2 separate regions of the Hordeum vulgare genome follow, and region 1 is linked to region 2. A link is a contact called in public Hi-C data. All regions are on one chromosome and are shown on one strand. Each heading gives the region's core, a stretch centred on a gene start, on an enhancer-like site or on the middle of the called end of the contact. The rest is flanking DNA. Distances are from core to core; before and after follow the strand shown.

Region 1 (2,700 bases), core at 69-2,568, 220 kb before region 2:
TAAAAGGCAAAGGAAAATGGTGTAAACCAACGAAACAATAAAAACAAAAAAACAAAGAAACCAGTAAAGAAACATAATTTCATTGAAAACATAAAAACCCGTAAGAAAGATGAAAAAATAAAATTATAGAAAACACACAGAAAAGAAAGAAAAAAAAGTGAAAAGATATATAGAAAAATGAAGAATAAAAAGAAACAAAAAAGGTTGAAAATCGAACCACTGCAATCAGTAGACAGAAAAAAAGAAGGAACTTCAAGCGAGCAAGCAACGGAAAAAAAAAATCGGGCGGAACGGGCTGGCTCAGTAACTAATCCATAGGGGAACCTTCAGGCCAGCCCACTGAGCAATAATTTGGCATCCGTATAAAGCATAATTTATCGACAAACCCTGGGCATCCCCTAACCCGACAGTGAGGATCGACGGTCAAGAATATGATATTCCCTTTGTCATAATATTTTTGTTTTAGATTTATCTAGATATTAATGTATTTAGTCAAGTATCGTATTTTGATACATTTATTTCTAGATAAGTCTAAGACAATTTTTTTGAGACGAAGAAAGTATTTGGTGCTTAAACACGCACAAACTCCCTCACTTTGTCAGTTTCTAACTGGACATGTCTATTAACTTGTTTCACTCAATGGTTTGCGAATCTCGCTACCTCTAGTTGTCACGTCGAGTTCATCTCGTTCGTTTCATGTATTGTTAATTTTTCCTGTTTATTGCGTTGTTCAATTTATTTTATTTTGTTTATTTAATAATATCTATTTTACATTTAAATTGTGTATTTTAGATTTTATATTTAATAAATTGTGAACTTTTCTTACATTGCGAAACATTAAATTGCTGAGCTTTTACTGAACTTGTGTTTTGTCAAATTCATGCTTTTTTTGAACTATAGAACCTTTTCAAGTTTGCGATTTGTTTTTTTAAGAATTTATGAATTCCTTAAGTGGTGTTTACTTTTTTCATGTCTCCAAAAAAAGTTTTTCAAAATCTACAAATAAATCAAATTTCTCCAATTCGTTTGAAATCATGATTAAGAATATCTTGAGAATTTCTCAAATATGAGAACATTCAAAAAAAATCATGATCATTTTATGATTTCATCAAGTTTTAAAATTTTATGATTAAGAAAGTCTGTCAAGTGTTTCTAAGACAAGGAACCGACAGACCACAACATAGATAAATCCAGCGATTGCTGGGCCGACCCGCGGGCTGAGAACATGTGCCTTCTTGCGCAACATGACGTGTTCAGCGTTGACCACGCGCTCTGATGTGGGGGATGTCCTATAGGAGAATCCTATTTGGCGCCACAGGCATCCGTTACTGTGCAATTTTCCAAACGGGCGCCTCTAGCGTCTCGTGATGGGCCGGCCCATGTAGGGTTTTCTTCATGTGTTTATTCGCAAAAATGTAATGCGTTGATCGCGGTTCGAACCTTGAACCTCCAGCGTATGTTAAAAACCTTTCTCTATGTTATTATTTCATTTTCTTTTTTTCTTTTTTTCCTATTCTTTTATTTCGTTGACCTGGTTCAACGATTTTTTTTCTTTGACGTGGATCAACTATTTGAAAAGTGTTCATCGAATTTCTTGTTTTCTTAAATGTGAACTTCTTTCAAATTCGATAATTGTTTTGCAAAATCAGTGAGGTTTTTTCAAATTTGATGAACTGATTTTCAAAACCAATGAACTTTTTTCAAATTTGATGAACTATTTTTCAAAACCGGTATACTTTTTTAAAAATTTGATGAACTCTTTTCTAATTTGATTAACTGTTTTTCAAAACCGGTGATTTGTTTCAAATTTGATGAAATCTTTTCAAATATGATGAACTTTGTTTTGAAAATCGATGAACTTTATTCAAAATTGGTGAACGTTTTTCAAAATTCGTTCAATGTTTTTCAAAATTGTGTTTTTTTTAAAATTGATAAACTTTTTTCAAAATTGATAATTTTTTTTCAAAATCAATGCCCATATATATGCTCATCCCTGCCTGCTCACTCCTCTTATTTTTGTCCGGCCAGCGTGTGAAGGTGTGTGCTACTCCAGTTCTCACCTCCTATGCACATGAGGTGTTGATAAAATGCGTGAGCCACCTTAAATTAACTTTTTAGTATGTACATGTTCTAGGGTGCCGTTCGGTCCCCGTGCACGTCGTCCTCTCCCCCGTTCATTATTGCCCGTGCTGATCTCGTCGCCTCCACCATCGTAGTGAGCTTCTTGTTCTTTATTATCTTTTTTAGAGAAAATATTCTGAATTGTATGATTTATATAGCTACTTGTATAATTTTCTTACTTTTATTTTTGTTTGTTATTACATACATAGTGTCATGGTTTTGGTATCCGTCCCCGTCGTCTCTCGTCCAGTCTATGATTTAGATAAGGTATATTATCTTTTATAACTATTTGTTTCATTTATTTATGACAATTATGCCGACCAACTCGACATAGATGTCTTTATCTAGGAGGTATGTGAACGGGAAATTCCAACCGACCCTTTTGTCAAGAGGCTAAATCTAGTTAAAAAGAAATTAATTATTTGGAAGAAAATTTGAAAAGATTTGAAGAAGAGAAGATAAAATTAGAGTTGCATGTTGCCAATGTCGTTGATCTAAACAAAATCCAGATGAATGCAATGCCCTTGAGGATTACAAGGATTAAAAAATATAGCATTGATAATGAGGCTTGGTATTGTT
Region 2 (2,700 bases), core at 19-2,518:
GCCAACGATTGTGACTGATCTGCGGCATTACTGTACTGTAACTTTCCAACAATGGTTGAGTAATTCGGGAGGACTAACAAATGTAGCGAAGAAGCTGCAACTTGTCTGCAGCAACTTGACGACATAATTCGGGAGTGCTACGTTTTAGTAAGTTCTTCTTAACATGTGGATTCGTGTTTTCTTGGAAAGTGTATGGACAGAAACATGTTGATGCTTTCTTGGAACGAGGATGCAAGTTGTGGGTCGTTCCAACATAATACAAGTGGTACCACTAGAAATGCAAGTTGCTGGATCACCAACTTGTTGCTATATATTTATACTCCGGAATTGAAACTGTTATTCCTTTTTTTTTTCTTTTGCCGACGATGGGATTTCAGGGTGAAATGATGTTGGTACTTGGTACTTGCATTGGTAAAGGACCAGTTTTGTCTGGTCAATAAATAAACAAATTGATAAATAAGAGGATCAGTTTTGGAGTTGGTTATTTGTCACTGTGTTTGGTAAGATAGAGACAGCAGCAATACATACATACGAACTTACTAAATGTCAAATTATGCTGGTCGTTTTTTCTGATTTTATCCATCACACATTCAAATGGATAGGGTTGAATGGAAATTTAAAGGGTAAGATATTTGAATGTGAACTCGCATGTAAAACACCATGACCAAACTAACATAACCCATAGGTAGAAAAAAAATTCTACCACGACCTGTGTGCGGTGCACTCAAGCATGCCTGACTGGGTCTTTGGGTTGATGTCTAACTTTGCCATATCTAATTAATCTTATCACACAACATGCATGATGCTTTCATTTGTTCATTTTCGCCGGTGGTGGCAAAGTTTATCTTCTTTTGTATTCATTTTAAGCTTCGAGTGAGCTTGAACTAAACTGCAGACCTTTTAGCTATTTCTTTAATAATATGACTGCATGCATCGTTTTGATGGCGCTAATCATCCTTTAAAAAAACATGCATGATGCATTAGACATTCTCTAAAGAACTGCATGTGAATATATACACGCTCTTCCGTTTTCGATTTATTTACACATGCACTTCCATTTTCGATTTATTTGAACACAGATGAAAGGAGAAAACTGTTGAATTTTTGGGTTTTTTCCCAACCCATGTGTATTTTCTCCACCAAGAGAAATTTCATTCTCTATTCACGCAAAAAGAATGTAACGGAATCGACAAATTAATATACACGCATCCACAGCTGGTGCCATACGACGGACTCCCTCTCGTTGTCAACTTCCTGGCGAACTGTGTCCAGTTTTTCATTCTCATCGTGATGTCTGCAGTTCGTGTTGAAGCGTTCTACACATACACCCATGCTCACCCCTACCTTTTTTTGTAGCTTGGGTACGTAGGTTGAAAGGGAGTGGATGATGTAGTTTACTAGTATCTGCAGTTTTCCTCCTATAGTTGGTGAGATTTCCATTGAGTCGTTGACCTCCACCCATGCTTTGATAAAAAATATATAAATAAAAATGTAACGTTGACTGGGATCAGGAAAAATTCTAAAGCACGGTTCAATTAAATCAGATTATACTTGACAGGATATACACGTGTACAGGGAGAATTTCTAGTGTACCATCCATCACATGTTCACATGATACCACATTTTAAAATTTAAACATATTATTTATAAAATCTGAATTGCTTTTGTTGATGCACATATTGTTTTTTAATTTCAATCTCACTTTTGTAGGGGTTATAGGTTCATGTCTTATTAACATCGACAATAAAATCATATTTTTTTTGAGAAATTTCAATTCGAATTTTAATATATGGAATAGTTGTAGCATGTGACAATTGTAGCACTGGATATTCATCCCACGTATACACACCCTGACCAAAGAAACTTGGATTTTGGCCCCCACGCTCACATGAACCCATGTGAACAGTAAAAGTAGCAAAAAGAAATTAGTTCGAGAAATTCACTTTGGCTCATTGGTGTAGATGCATCTATTGTCCAAATACACATTTTAAAAAGTTGAAAAAAAATCCCGCGTGCACATCCCGACATTATATTTAAGTTTCGGTGAAAAAACAGTTTTTGTGGCTTCTATAAAAAACACATTTTTTATGTTTAATTATAACTATTCATGAGAAATTTAATATTTTTTATACACACAGCATAAAATGTTCTTTCTTTGCCAAAGCTTATGTGCAAACATAAAATGTCCGAATGTATACATGAAACTATTCTTTGAATTTTTTTTAACATTTTAAAATGTATTTTTTATATATATTTCATAATAGGTGTATCTACACATACGAGCCAAAACATCACTCTTAATGGTTCAATATGTTCTTTTTTTTGGCAACAAACATGGTTAAGTGGTTCTATGGAAGTGCATTTCTTTAGTGAAGCAATTACATTTGTACTGCTCTGAGGAAAAATGATGCTCTAAAAAGCCATTTTTAAAAGTATTTTGAAGTACTGATTCGTGTTGTTCAGACGACCACGAATGTTAATTCTTAACAACAAATGTATAGAGCACTCAAACCAGTATATTGCACAAATGGTCAGTTTTTATTTTCATTTCAAGGAATTGATTGCATAGTATAAAGTGGTGCTAAGTCAGTGACAGTTAAAATGGATGGAGGGAGTATTAACTATGGTCTCTAGTTCCTGTTGGAACCACAAACTAAGTCATTTTTTTTAGAAGGAGAGTGCTGGTTTTACTCTTTTTTC

What was found. A called contact is a pair of places that touch in the nucleus more often than the background predicts.
Region 1: a contact with region 2 is called in a Hi-C map of leaf, with 5 times the contacts expected there. The contact joins two enhancer-like sites. A contact is called at or near these places in 3 of 6 Hi-C or Micro-C datasets (leaf and seedling).

The regions. Positions count from the first base shown.
Region 1 is chr7H:17,968,324-17,971,023 of MorexV3_pseudomolecules_assembly, reverse strand. No RefSeq gene overlaps it. Among protein-coding and RNA genes, the nearest start is that of LOC123409295, 33 kb to the left of the region's middle. Within about 2 kb of position 1,318, at least 3 of the 3 cell types and tissues checked have open chromatin away from gene starts, as enhancers often do. A contact at or near this core is called in leaf and seedling, where this site is marked.
Region 2 is chr7H:17,748,824-17,751,523 of MorexV3_pseudomolecules_assembly, reverse strand. No RefSeq gene overlaps it. Among protein-coding and RNA genes, the nearest start is that of LOC123413577, 22 kb to the left of the region's middle. Within about 2 kb of position 1,268, at least 3 of the 3 cell types and tissues checked have open chromatin away from gene starts, as enhancers often do. A contact at or near this core is called in leaf and seedling, where this site is marked.